2 separate regions of the Mus musculus genome follow, and region 1 is linked to region 2. Evidence: chromatin contacts called from public HiChIP or PLAC-seq data. All regions are on one chromosome and are shown on one strand. Each heading gives the region's core, a stretch centred on a gene start, on an enhancer-like site or on the middle of the called end of the contact. The rest is flanking DNA. Distances are from core to core; before and after follow the strand shown. Region 1 holds the start of Tbc1d2 (TBC1 domain family, member 2). Region 2 has its middle 9.8 kb from the start of Nans.

Region 1 (6,672 bases), core at 1,586-4,085, 170 kb before region 2:
AGAGAAATTGAACAGCTTCCCAAAGCTCACAATTGTGATTGTGCTAAAATTCTAATAGCGGAGTCCATGAACGCTTGTGACTTACCTGAGTGGGGATTCCTGGTAAGAACAGTGTTTTAGGGGCTTCTCCCCTCTCCTATCCAATTACTTATAATGGCCACTTGTACCCTTTAAACTTAAATGGTGGGAGGGTATGTGGATGTGGGTGCACCCGTGGATGGCTCGGGTGTGTCAGTGAGAGGGCTGTAGGAGTCAGTTCTTTCCATTTACCTTGTGGGAGTCAGGGACTGAAGTCACCTCAGTCAGACGCTGCAGTGAGCGACTTATCCACTGAGCACCCCGACAACACCATGTCCTCCTTTACCTAGTTACACAGGGAATTTGATTTTATTCCTAAGGCTTGAAAGAAATTGTCATTAATTTAAAAATTACATTGTGTGTGTGTGTGTGTGTGTGTGTGTGTGCTTGCACAAAGGTCAGATGGTACCGTTTTGGAGTCTGTTCTCTCCTTCTGCCGTGTGGGACCAGGGACAGAACTCAGGTAGGTCATCAGCTTGAGCAGCAAGCACCTTGACCCCAGCCATCTACACAGCCCAAGACTAACTTGTCTGTATTATTTTCACACATTATGTCATTGTGGTCAAGGTATTTGCAGATTCTTTATGGAAACCAAAAAAATCTCTTTCTGACCTGGAACATAAGAGATTGGATGTTCTCTACGAGAGTCAGCCTTATCACAGAATTCTTGGAACTTATTTCCTTTCTACTGACTCTTGTAAAGTCTGAAAGCAGTATGAAAGCCCATTGCAGCCAGGCACGGAGGTGCATTCCTATAATCTCAACAGTTCGGAAGTGGGCTCAAGAGGGTAGCAAGGTAAAAAACTGGGAAAATTATTCAGCTACAGGAAGCAGCCTTTCACTCCTGAGTCTGGTTGAAGTCTCTTGCTTGCTGAGAATATCAAGATGAGGAACAACTGCTTCAGGCCTTTCTCTCTTCCTATTGGTAAACCTGTAATTTTTTAGGAATCTTACTAGAAAGCCCCTCTGGGGTAAGAGATGTTCTAAGTGTCTTGTGTAACTCTAATTGATCCTGGCTTTATCTTATCATATTGTAATTCCAGCCAAGGTACCTCCAGAGCCAGTCTCTCACTATTGGAAAGGAGGTCCAAAATAAAATTTCTTAGTAATCCTTTGAGATGTCACTTGAAGCCACCAAAATAGTACATATGGCTAGAGCTAAGTCCCTAAAGTAAGACTGTGAGAAGTCCACACTCATACTCTAGGGTCTCCTGGGCACCTTTTTAAAACACTCCGATCTGCTTCTTACTGGTTCATCCGCAAGCTCGTCTCTGCAATACAGGTGAGGATTCAGTTTCATGTGGGTTGTGGTCCCTAAAGGTTTGCGAGAACTCACAGCTGCTGTGTCTGGCTCTGCTGCCAATGGCAGGACTGTTCAAAATTCAAAGTCATATTTGGCTACACAGCAAGCTTGAGCCCAGCCTGTGCTGTATGAGATCCTGTCTTAAACAATAATTTAATTGTAGCATTTTCCAGTTTTCAGTGGTGTGAATTCTGCTAAACACCCTATTGTCCTCTTGGTGGCTTACAGCTTTTAAGTCGTTTATTGACTTTCAGTTGCAGCCAACATTTAATGAAGACTCACCCTTTTCTACCTTCTGTATTTGGAGCTTCGGGCATACTATCAAAAACAGTTCTGAGGATAGACAGGTGTGGATCAAGGAAGTACTGAAGGATTTCTTAAAAATGCAAAATTATCAACAGAGGTACGATGGCCAATGTTGATTTGGGATGAGAAAATAATCTGTTTCCAATAAAAAAGACCCCCCCGCCCCCGCGCGAGCGCCTGGTATTTAGTAGACAATACTGATTTGTAACCTTCCCCATCTACAAAATCCAACGCCCAGTGGCCTCTCCAAGTCTAGGAGGGCTCCTTAGTTTCACCATAAATTCTCTTGTTGTGGAGGGAAGGGTAGGTGTGAGCCCTGCCCATCCTTATGTGAGAAAACCTTAGCAAAGTCGCTCAACGATAGAGAATCTTAAAAATATACAGGTACTCAGAGAGGGTCGCTACTGCCATACTTCCACTAAAAAACCCTTGCCTGTAAACGGATCGCACAAGGGAGTTGAGGTGACGGGCAAAGTAACCGGCAAGAAAGATGAGACTCCAGAAGAGAGGTGAACCAGAACAAGGTGTATCGATCTAGTGGCGAAACACGCCTCGGGGCGCTTTGGTAAACTGAGGCAGGAGGTTGAGGGAATCAGTTGGATCCTAGCCCTGCTATTTAAAGCTCTGCTCTGTCCTCGCGGTGCTCCGCGTTCCCGCCAGTGCAACAAGGCGCCCGAGGTAAGGCGACTGGGGCTGTAAGGTGAAATGCGAGCCGAGGCAGGGGTGGTGGAGGAGGTGGTGTCCGACCAGAGCGATCGCGGGAGGTGACTGGGAAAACTTCCAAACTTTTAGGTTCAGGATCGGAAACGGAGCGCTCGGCCAATGGCTGCGCGATGCGCCGTCCCGCGGTGACTCGCGCGGCACCCGTAGAGTGGCGGCTGGAGAGGACGCCATGCTCCAGCGCCTCCACGCGAACCCCACGGCCACGTAGCTTGGCCTGGCTTCCTGCATCCCTCCCCACGCTTAAAGCGCCTCGGAGAAAGAAAAAGCCTTGTTTTTAAACAGAGGCGCCCGCACGCGCCGCGGGCGAACGAAGCAACATGGCCGACAGCGCGGAGGAAAAGCCGGAAGTTGGCTTGGTGGGCGGGACCCGGGGCGGTCCTCGCGTGACAGGGGCGTGGCCTGCCGTCCTGCGCTGAGTTTGCTGTCAAGTGTCTAAGGCGCTCTCTCCGGCGCCGGCAGGGGTGCTCTCCGCCTTCTTCTAGGGGCTGGACCGGACCGGCTCCGCCCCAGCCAGGTATCGCCGGTTCCCAGGTGCCCGTCGGACCTCCCGCATTCCAGTGCCGCAGGCCTGTGCAGCGGGCCAGCAGCGATGGAGGACGCCCCCGAGCGCACTCCCTCTTCCTCGGAGTCCACACAGCCTCCGGGCTTGGCCAGGGAGCCCGAGGTGGTATCTCCCGGGGATTCGGAGGGCTGCGCCCGGCCTCTAGACACGGTCCCTAAGAAACTCTGTGGGTATTTAAGTAAGTTTGGCGGCAAAGGACCCATCAAGGGCTGGAAATGCCGCTGGTTCTTCTACGATGAGAGGAAGTGCCACCTGTATTATTCGCGCACCGCGCAGGATGCAAACCCCTTGGACAGCATCGATCTCTCCAGTGCGGTCTTTGACTGTAAGGCGGACGCTGAGGAGGAGGGCACTTTTGAAATCAAGACTCCCAGCCGGGTTATTACCCTCAAGGTAAGTGGAACTCCGCACTTTACAGCTCGAGCTAGTTTTCAGGGCCAATGCATGGCCACCGCAAATTAACCCGGACGGTGATCACCATCCAGTCAGTGCCCCAGAGCCTGGAGCTGTCCCACTTAGCTTTCACACCATTTCCTTATTGCCTTCCCACAGGCAAGGGTGAGGGACTCCTTTTATGCATTAAGAAACTGATTCATAGACAAAAGGGAATGGCCCAGCCCAGGCATTTACAATGCTGTGGCTCACTTTTTGGAATCTTCCAGTGCTGTTATCAAACCTGGTATTGAAGCAGTCAGGGTACTGTGGTTGCACTCGCTGAGGCCAGGATCTGATTCATATCTTGGTGTTTTGGCCAACGGGAGGGAATGCAGACATGGGTAGGGATTAGGAAGGAAAATATGTAAGTTCACTGATGGGCCTAGATTGTTCATCCAGGCATGCCTGAACTAGTGAGTTCTTAGTAAATGCCTTTTGAATAAACACGTATGCACACACGGAGTGATGGAGCCACAGGTCAGAACCTATCTATCATGTTAAGGGGAAGTGTCCTGTTACCTGTCTGGGAAGATGGATGTGGGCTTAGGTTAGTTCTCTAGGCAGAGGAGTGCAAGGATGAAGGTCTTTCTTTCCACTGCCTGGTCTCTGTCTCCCTATGTCCTCAACCTGCAGCTGTTCAGATACTAGGATGCCGGGAGGTGTAGTTCTCCTTTCCTGGCAGTGTGGCCAGTTGGCTAGGCTGGAATCCAATTTTTAAACAAGAAAGGACATTTTAGAGGTCATGTGGGCTTAGGTCTTGTGTTCCTTCCACAAGACAAGTGCTGTTGGTCAGGGTCCCTCAGCACATGATTTATTTATTTATTTTTATTTTTTTGGTTAGTCCATACATATGCCTGGCTCTGTGCTAGGCTTTGGGGTGTGGATCAAGTCAGACTTGCTCAACTCTGCACCGCATTCTCAAACAGCTCGAGGTGTGATGGGGAAACTGGCAGGCATGGGTAAGTGCCTCATGGAGACTCTGCGAAGAGTTTGGACAGTAACAGTGTGGTGACAGAGGGATCGGCTCCTCCAAATGAGGAGGGGAGCTTTTCAGAAAGACATCGTCACTTTAAACAAGTGGTGATGGGAGAGAGACGATGATGCTGAGAGAGCATAGGCAGACAGGTGGGAAACATAGTGTAAGTACGAGTCACAGGCAAGCAACAGGAGCCTGGCATACATAGGTGCCCAAAGGATGGAGGTGAAGGGGGTGACACTGGGGAGTGAGGCCAGGGCCTTGGACTTTGTTTCTAGGCTGTAGAAGCTGTCTGAGAGCCTTAAGCTAAGAGAGTACAATGAGATTAGAGTGCTCAGAGAGCTCAGCCTGGCTGTTGGGCAGAGAGCAAATTGGGATAAGGAGAAGCTGGTAAGCAGAGAGCCCAGGAGGGGATGGTGGCTGAGCAGGAGCTGTGGCCCTGGAGAAAATGCAGATGACAGAGATGTTAGGCCTGTGGATGCAGGGTATAGGAATTGGCAGGTGGCCTGGTTGCAATAGCGCAGACAGAAGAGGCCTCACGGTGAAGAAAACATCCAGACCCGTGCCATCTGAAGTAAACTCTGGTTAGATCTAAGGGCTGCCTCTCGAGTGCTGGCCTGCCCGTCACAGGGTCGGTCTCCGTCGAACATGTCGAATGAGTTCAGGAGTAAAACGAGGTGCTTGTGTCTGTCTGGGGTCTATCGGGTTGTGGTGACGCCTAAGAGAAATGGAAGTGTCGGAGGAACAGAGTGCGGACAGAAAAGACTGGTAGATATTAGTCTGTCTCATTGATATCTGAGTAGCAGGCCAAGGGACTCCATAGAACTTGAGAGTTCTAGTTGAGTTTGTTTCCTTGAGAAACACCATGGCCAAAAGCAATCTGGGGAAGGCAAGGCTTCCTTACACACCATAGTCCTTCCCTGGGGGGCAGGAACTCAAGCAGGAGCCTGGGGGCAGAGCCCATAGTGGCACCCTGCTTACTGGCTTGCTTTCTCTGGCTTGCTCAGCCTCCTCTGTGTAAGCCGAGAGTACAGTGGTTCTCAGTCTGTTGGTTGCAACCTCTTTGGGGGTTGCCTATCAGACATTTACATTACGATTCATAACAATAGCAAAATTACAGTTACGAAGTAGCTATTAAAATAATTTTAGGGCTGGTGAGATGGCTCAGTGGGTAGGAGCACCCGACTGCTCTTCCAAAGGTCCGGAGTTCAAATCCCAGCAACCACATGGTGGCTCACAACCATCTGTAATGAGATCTGATGCCCTCTACTGGAGTGTCTGAAGACAGCTACAGTGAACTTACATATAATAAATAAATAAATCTTTAAAAAAAAAATAAAAATAATTTTATGGTCAAAGGTCCTCACAGCATAAGAAACTGTGTTAAAGAGTCGCAGCATGAGGAAGGTTGAGAACCACTGACCTAGACATGCCTGCCTGGGTATGGCGCCGCCAACAGTGGGCTGAGCTCTCCTCCATGGATCAGTAACTAAGAAAATGCCTCACAGACATGGCTACAGGGCAATATGATCTAGACCATCCTTTGATTAAGTCACAGTTTCCCAGGTGAGTCTTAGTTTGTGTCATGTTGACAGCTGAAGCTCATGGTGACAATCTCTCTCCCTATGCAGGTCACACCTCTCTGAAAGAGAGAGCTTGCCCTGGCTGCTCTGTAGCCTTTGCCACCCTTTCGTAGCCTTGAGGCTGTCTGCTCCAGCAAGCCACCCATCATCTAAGCCCACCAAGGCTTGTACTTTTAAAAGTATATTTAAAATAAACTTCCAGTTTTCAACTGAGAGACCTAGTTTCTGGGGCCTGGGCCACTTATATCCATCTGTGGGAAAAGGCTGGTCACTCCTGCCTTCTCCCTACAAGATCCAGAAAGCTGACAGATGTAAAAACAGCTGTTTAGTCCATCAGTTGGGAAAGTAGTGACTGACATCACCACAAAGCAATTGAGGAAACAGAGGCACAGAGACATTGAGGAGTCCCTAAGGAGAAAACCAGAGCCTGATTCTGTTTGTTTGTTTGTTTGTTTGTTTCTGGCCCCGCTTGCTCCAGGCCCCTGCTCCGGCCATATTTATTTTATGTATGTGAGTACACTGTAGCTGTCTTCAGACACACCAGAAGAGGGCATCAGATCCCATTACAGATGGTTGTGAACCACCATGTGGTTGCTGGGATTTGAACTCAGGACCTCTGGAAGAGCTGAGCCATCTCTCCAGTCTGAGTGCCATTAGAGAAGTGAATATAGACACACACACACACACACACACACACACACACACA
Region 2 (6,363 bases), core at 2,291-4,790:
TTAAAAGAAAAAAAAAGACAAGAAGCCTAAGAAACTTAGAGGTTTCATTTAAAAAAGGGGGGCTGGTGAGATGGCTCAGTGGGTTAGAGCACCCGACTGCTCTTCCGAAGGTCCAGAGTTCAAATCCCAGCAACCACATGGTGGCTCACAACCATCCGTAACAAGATCTGACTCCCTCTTCTGGAGTGTCTGAAGACAGCTACAGTGTACTTACATATAATAAATAAATAAATCTTTAAAAAAAAAAAAAAAAAAAAAGGGGGGGGGGGCTGGCTTGGTCATAGTGTCTCTTCACAGCAATAACTAACTAAGACACTGACTGTTCACCTAACTAACTAAGACACTGACTGACTGTTCACCTAACTAACTAAGACACTGACTGTTCACCTAACTAACTAAGACACTGACTGTTCACCTAACTAACTAAGACACTGACTGACTGTTCACCTAACTAACTAAGACACTGACTGTTCACCTAACTAACTAAGACACTGACTGTTCACCTAACTAACTAAGACACTGACTGTTCACCTAACTAACTAAGACACTGACTGTTCACCTAACTAACTAAGACACTGACTGTTCACCTAACTAACTAAGACACTGACTGTTCACCTAACTAACTAAGACACTGACTGTTCACCTAACTAACTAAGACACTGACTGTTCACCTAACTAACTAAGACACTGACTGTTCACCTAACTAACTAAGACACTGACTGTTCACCTAACTAACTAAGACACTGACTGTTCACCTAACTAAGACACTGACTGTTCACCTAACTAACTAAGACACTGACTGTTCACCTAACTAACTAAGACACTGACTGTTCACCTAACTAACTAAGACACTGACTGTTCACCCTGCTGAACATTTGGCTGTTTCCACTTGGGGCTGCTATGAAAAAGCTGCTTCAGACATGTGCCTTAAATGTGCAGATCGGTTACATCCTCTGAAATCCTGCCCAGGAGTACAATCTCTGGGTCCCCTGGTAGTTGCCTGAGGAGCTGCAAATATGCTTTCCAGGGTGGCTAACCCACTTCACATCTTTCCCTGCAGCATACAGTCTGTGTTCTCCATCACTGCTTTAGGGCTGCCCACCTGACAGGTGAGCAGCCTTCCTTCCACACACAGGAGATGCCCACCGCATCTCTCAAACGGCTAATGATATTGAATATCTCTTCGTGTATTCATTTGCCCTTGGCATTTCCTTGTCAGTGAAATCTTTTCATGACTTTCCCCCATATTCTTTCTCAAGGTTCAAAAAAAAATGTCTTTACATGCATGTGTGTTTATCTGTATCTATAATGGATGCACATGCAGGTGCCAGAGGAAACCAGAAGGGCCTGGGGTCTTCTGGAGCTGGAATTACAGGTGGCTGTGAGCTACCTATGTGGGTGCTGGGACCTGGACTCTGGTCCTTTAGCAGAATAGGCACTGAACCCTCCCTCCACCTGCCATTTCCTAATGCTAGTGATTTTTTTTTTTTTTTTTTTTTTTTTTGCTGAGTTTTCATTTTGTGTGTTTAAATTCTAGTCCTTTAGTCAGCTGTGTAGGTTGTAGGTGTTTTCTCCCAGTTTGTAGCTACAACTGTTTCTTCGGCTTTGAATTTTAATGAAGTACAGGTTATTAATTCTTCCCTTTAGGGATCATGCCTTAGGGCTGCGTCCTGTAGTTCTTTCCTGGATCTAGATGCTAAAGGTTTTTCCCAATTGGTTTTTTGTTTGGGTTTTTATCGCTGTTGTTTTAATTATTTATCTTTATTTCATGTGCATCGATCAGTGTTTTGGCTGTATGTCTGTGTGAGGGCGTCAGATCCGTTAGAACTGGACTTACAGACAGCTGTTATCTGCCATGTGGGTGCTGGGCATTGAACCCAGGTTCTCTGGAAGAGCAGCCAGTGCTAATAACCACTGAGCCATCTCTCCACACCCTCCCTTCTTAAATTACATTTTAACTTAGTTTGTGTGCATATATGTGTGTTTATGTATAAGTGCACCACTGGCTGGGCATGGTGGCACATGCCTTTCATCCCAGCACTCGGGAGGCAGAGGCTGGTAGATTTCTGAGGTTGAGGCCAGCCTGGTCTACAAAGTGAGTTCCAGGACAGCCAGGGCTATACAGAGAAACCCTGTCTCAAAAAACTAAACTAAACTAAACTAAACTAAACTAAACTAAACTAAAATAAAATAAAAGTTCACCTCTGCCAGGCACTTGTGTTGGGATCAGAAGACAACTTGCAGGAACAATTCTCTCTTTTCATCTTGTGGGGCCCAGGGATTGAACTCCAGTGGTCAGGGATAGGGCAAGTATCTTTAACCACTGGGCCACCTCACAGTTATAGGCTGTTTGTTTGTTTGTTTTGTTTTAATACAAGTTCTCTCTGTATCCCAGGCTGGCTTCAAACTCACAGAGATCTAACTGCTTCTTCTTTCCAAAGTGATGGGATTCAATGTGTGGCCACTACAGCCCTTTCTGAGATTTTTAGGTTTAGGGTTAGGGTTAGGGTTAGGTTTAGGTTAGTCCCATTAGACTTAAATGGTTTTTAAAGGTGGGTGGTGGTGATACACACCTTTAACCCCAGAACCTGAAAGTCAGAGGTGGATATCTGAGTACATGGCCAGCCTGGTCTATGGAGTAAGTTCCAGGACAGCCAGGGCTATAGAGAAACTCTGTCTTGAAAAACAAATGAAAATTTATTTATTTATTTATTTATTTATTTATTATATGTAAGTACACTGTAGCTGTCTTCAGACACTCCAGAAGAGGGCATCAGATCTCATTACAGATGATTGTGAGCCACCATGTGGTTGCTGGGATTCGAACTCCGGACCTTCCAAAGAGCAGTCGGTGCTCTTACTCACTGAGCCATCTCACCAGCCCTTGACACAGGGTCTTATGTAGTCCAGGATGGCCTCAGATGTATAAAGTCCCCACTTGTATCTTTTGAGCGCCAGCATTACAGCCATCACCACATGTACCTGGTTTGTGGTTTTTTTTGTTTTGTTTTGTTTTGTTTTTCAAAGTCTTACTGTGGTCCAGGCTAGCTTCAAACTCACTATGTAGCCAAGGCTAGCATTATACTTTAAGAAATTCTCCTGCATAAAATCCTCAGTGCAGGTCTGAGCACACACATCCAATTCTTGAATAAACCTTTGTATAAAGTGCGAGGTAAGGGGCTGTGGAGATGGCCCAGTCAGCAAAGTGCTTGCCACCAAGCAGGAAGGCCTCTGAGCTTGGCTCCCCAGTACCCACGAGTAAAATCTGTATAGATCACATAAAGAGTCTGAGTAATAGCAACCCAGAGACTGGTGGGGAATCCTGGGGTTCATCAGCTAGCCACCCCATCTGAACCGATGTGTCCCTGATTTAGTAAAAGACAAAATAGTTGAGAGCAACTCAGGAAGCCACCTGACATTTATACACACACACACACACACACACACACACACACACAATGAATACGCAGTGCATAAGGATGTAGCTCAGTGGAAGACTGTCTAGTCAGGTGTCTTAGTGTGGTTTCACTGATGTGAAGACACCTTGATCAAAGCAACTCTTACAAAGGACAGCATTTAACTGGGGCTGGCTCACAGTTTCAGAGGTTCATGGCAGCATCCAGGCAGGCATGGTGCTGGAGAAGGAGCTGAGAATTCTACATCTTGATCCATAGGCACCAGAAGGGGGCTGGATTCCACACTGGGTGGAGCTAGGCCCTCACAGTGACATACTTCTTCCAAGCCCACACCTCCCAATAATGCCATTTCCCATGGGCCAAGTACTCAAACACATGAGTCTATGAGGGCCATACCTATTCAAACCATCACACCATCTGAGGACCTGTGTGTGTGTGTGTGAGAGAGAGAGACACACAGCCCGTAGGGAGTAAGCTACCCACATCTCACCATCTGCATCTTCTTGCCTGTTCCTTTCAACACCCTTCACAGCAGATGGTCAGCCTGAGGAAAGTTTCCGAGAGTCCTGTGAGCCACATCAGGGGCTCAAGAAGGGATTGGAGAACCACAGTTCATTGGAGTCAGGGCAGAAGAAAACAATCTGAGACTTGTGACACAGGTGCCTTTTTTGTTGCTGAGATAGCATCTCCTGTAGCGCAGGCTGGTCTTGAACTTCTGACTCTCCTGCCTCTGCCTCCCCTGTGCTGAGATTACAAGCATGTACCACCGGACCAGGTTTTTGTTTTTGTTTTTTTTTTCCTGGACATGCTAGGCTAGCATTCTACCAACTGAGCTTCATTCTCAGCCCAAGACATACTTTAATCTTTCTTCTTGAGTCACATTGTATTTCAAGAAAAACAACACTTCATGGACAGACCGTTCCCTACCATGAGGACAATTATCCATGAAGGCTGAACCCTCCAAAGTTAACACATTAAAAATTGATCAGACGGGACTGGAGAGATGGCTCGGTGGTTAAGAGTACTGACTGTTCTTTCAGAGGTCCAGAGTTCAATTCCCAGGAACCACATGGTGGCCTATAATGAGGTCTGATGCCCTCTTCTGGCATGCAGGTATGCATACAGATAGAACCACTCATATACATAAAATAAACAATCATTAAAATAAAAGAATGTGCTCTCTAAGCTCTCACCTTTCTTACTCTCATCTCTAGCCCTCCTTCTCTATCTCCCTTCTCCCCTCTTTCTACCTCCTCCTTCCCCCTGCCTTTCTACAATAAAGCTCTAAACCATACATAAAATAAAATAAAATAATGCTTTGAAAAAAAATTGATCAGACCACCTTGCAAAGACAGACTACAGCAAAGATAATAGGTCAAATACCATACCCCCCCCTTTTTTTAAAGAATTATTTTATGTATATATGCACACTGTACCTGTCTTCAGACACACCAGAAGAGGGCGCTGGATCCCAGTACAGATGGTTGTGAGCCACCATGTGGTTGCTGGGAATTGAACTCAGGCCCTCTGGAAGAGCAGTCAGTGCTCTTAACCGCTGAGCCATCTCTTCAGCCCAAAATACCACATCTCAATCAAGACTACTTAAGCATGTATATCTCTTGCCCACTGCTTATATCCAAATCCCATGTGAGGACCCTGATGAGGAACCTGGGGTCACACATCCTGTTATCTATTCTCTTCCCAGTGTGGCCAATGGACCGCTCTCTTATTTTTACTCTTCTCCTTGGTTATAGCAGAGGTGGAAGGCTGAGTTGTGCCTCACCTGTGGGGGTGACAGAGTCCAAGCTTTTACCCTAAAGAGTGGTAACATTTTTTTCTTTCCACATTGTGTTCCAAGCACCTGACCTGGAGATGTGAGAGAGCTGTTTTCAAAATCATTTGTTTTGTTTTTGGGTTAATGTCTGTCACCTTCACATTCTCATATGGAAATCCTAACCCCAGCACCTCAGGAAGCAACTCAATTTGGAAATAGGATCACTGTAACAAAAATAAAATAAAATAAAAATAAATCAGTTAATATAAGATCATTAGGGTAGGTCTTAATCCAAAATAGCTGCTATCCTTCTAAAAGGGAGGAATTTTTGTTTTTTGCTTTTTGTTTTTGTTGTTGTTTTTCGAGACAGGGTGTCTGCTAAGGTGGCTCAGGAATCCACTGCATTTGACCAGAGGCAAGTGCATGCCAGCATCCTAGACCCAGCAACAGGCAGACATGGCCCGTGGTGTTCAACCATCAGACAAGGAAGAGAGCAAGACTGGGAGAACCCGAGGTGGTACCATTGGGGCATAGGTAGGATAGGGGGCTTGGTTGGTTGGTTTGTTTGTTTGTTTGTTTTTTGAGACAGGGTTTCTCCGTATAGCCCTGACTGTCCTGGACTGACCTGCCTCTGCCTCCCAAGTGCTGGGATTAAAGGTGTGCGTCACCACCGCCCAGCTGGATGGGGGGCTTGTAGAAGCTTCCTGAAGAATCTTGTGGAGCTAATACCTTTGCTCTGTGTGGTAGGGGTGGAGGGGGAGTCCCTGTGCTGATGGAGGAAGTGTCTAGACTGCAGAGGAGGCATGAATTAAAGTGAAGTGCCTAGGAACGAACAGATCCCCCCCCACACCCCCACCCCCACCCCCACCCCCAGGATCTGAGGAAGCAGGTGGCAGAAGGAATGGCTGGAAAGGGAGGCCAGGAGCATGTGTGGTGGCGCTCCGTGTCAGGACACTGACACAGAGACTGACACAGACACAGACTCAGAGACATACAGACATACACACACACTGGTTTCTCCCTGGAAATGGCACAAGGTAGACAGAGCCTTTGCCCTTGTTCTGTGCTGGGACCCTACAGAGGTCTCCGTGAGCTTTAAATTCCCTCATCTGGAAGGTGAGAATCCCACACTATCTCCATACAACAGATAATCCGTCTGAAAGAGCTCTGTAA

What was found. HiChIP or PLAC-seq counts read pairs in DNA pulled down with a chosen protein or histone mark.
Region 1: an H3K27ac HiChIP or PLAC-seq map of regulatory T cells shows a contact between it and region 2, with 6 times the contacts expected there. The contact joins the promoter of Tbc1d2 here to the enhancer-like site in region 2. A contact is called at or near these places in 5 of 39 promoter capture datasets (the C10 cell line, the HPC-7 cell line, cranial neural crest and 2 more), 1 of 15 datasets of contacts at CTCF or cohesin (large pre-B cells), 10 of 484 Hi-C or Micro-C datasets (the Ba/F3 cell line, CD4 T cells, CD8 T cells and 6 more), 6 of 115 datasets of contacts at active chromatin or transcription factors (embryonic stem cells, intestinal villus epithelium, large pre-B cells and 2 more) and 3 of 9 other capture datasets (adipose tissue, liver and pancreatic islet).

The regions. Positions count from the first base shown.
Region 1 is chr4:46,646,362-46,653,033 of GRCm38.p6, reverse strand. Tbc1d2 (TBC1 domain family, member 2) reads left to right here and starts at 2,835. Exons shown (of 13, transcript NM_198664.3): 1 at 2,835-3,365. The coding sequence starts at 3,000.
Region 2 is chr4:46,476,383-46,482,745 of GRCm38.p6, reverse strand. No RefSeq gene overlaps it. Among named protein-coding and RNA genes, the nearest start is that of Nans, 9.8 kb to the left of the region's middle. Within about 2 kb of position 3,540, at least 14 of the 459 cell types and tissues checked have an H3K27ac peak or open chromatin away from gene starts, as enhancers often do. A contact at or near this core is called in CD8 T cells and regulatory T cells, where this site is marked.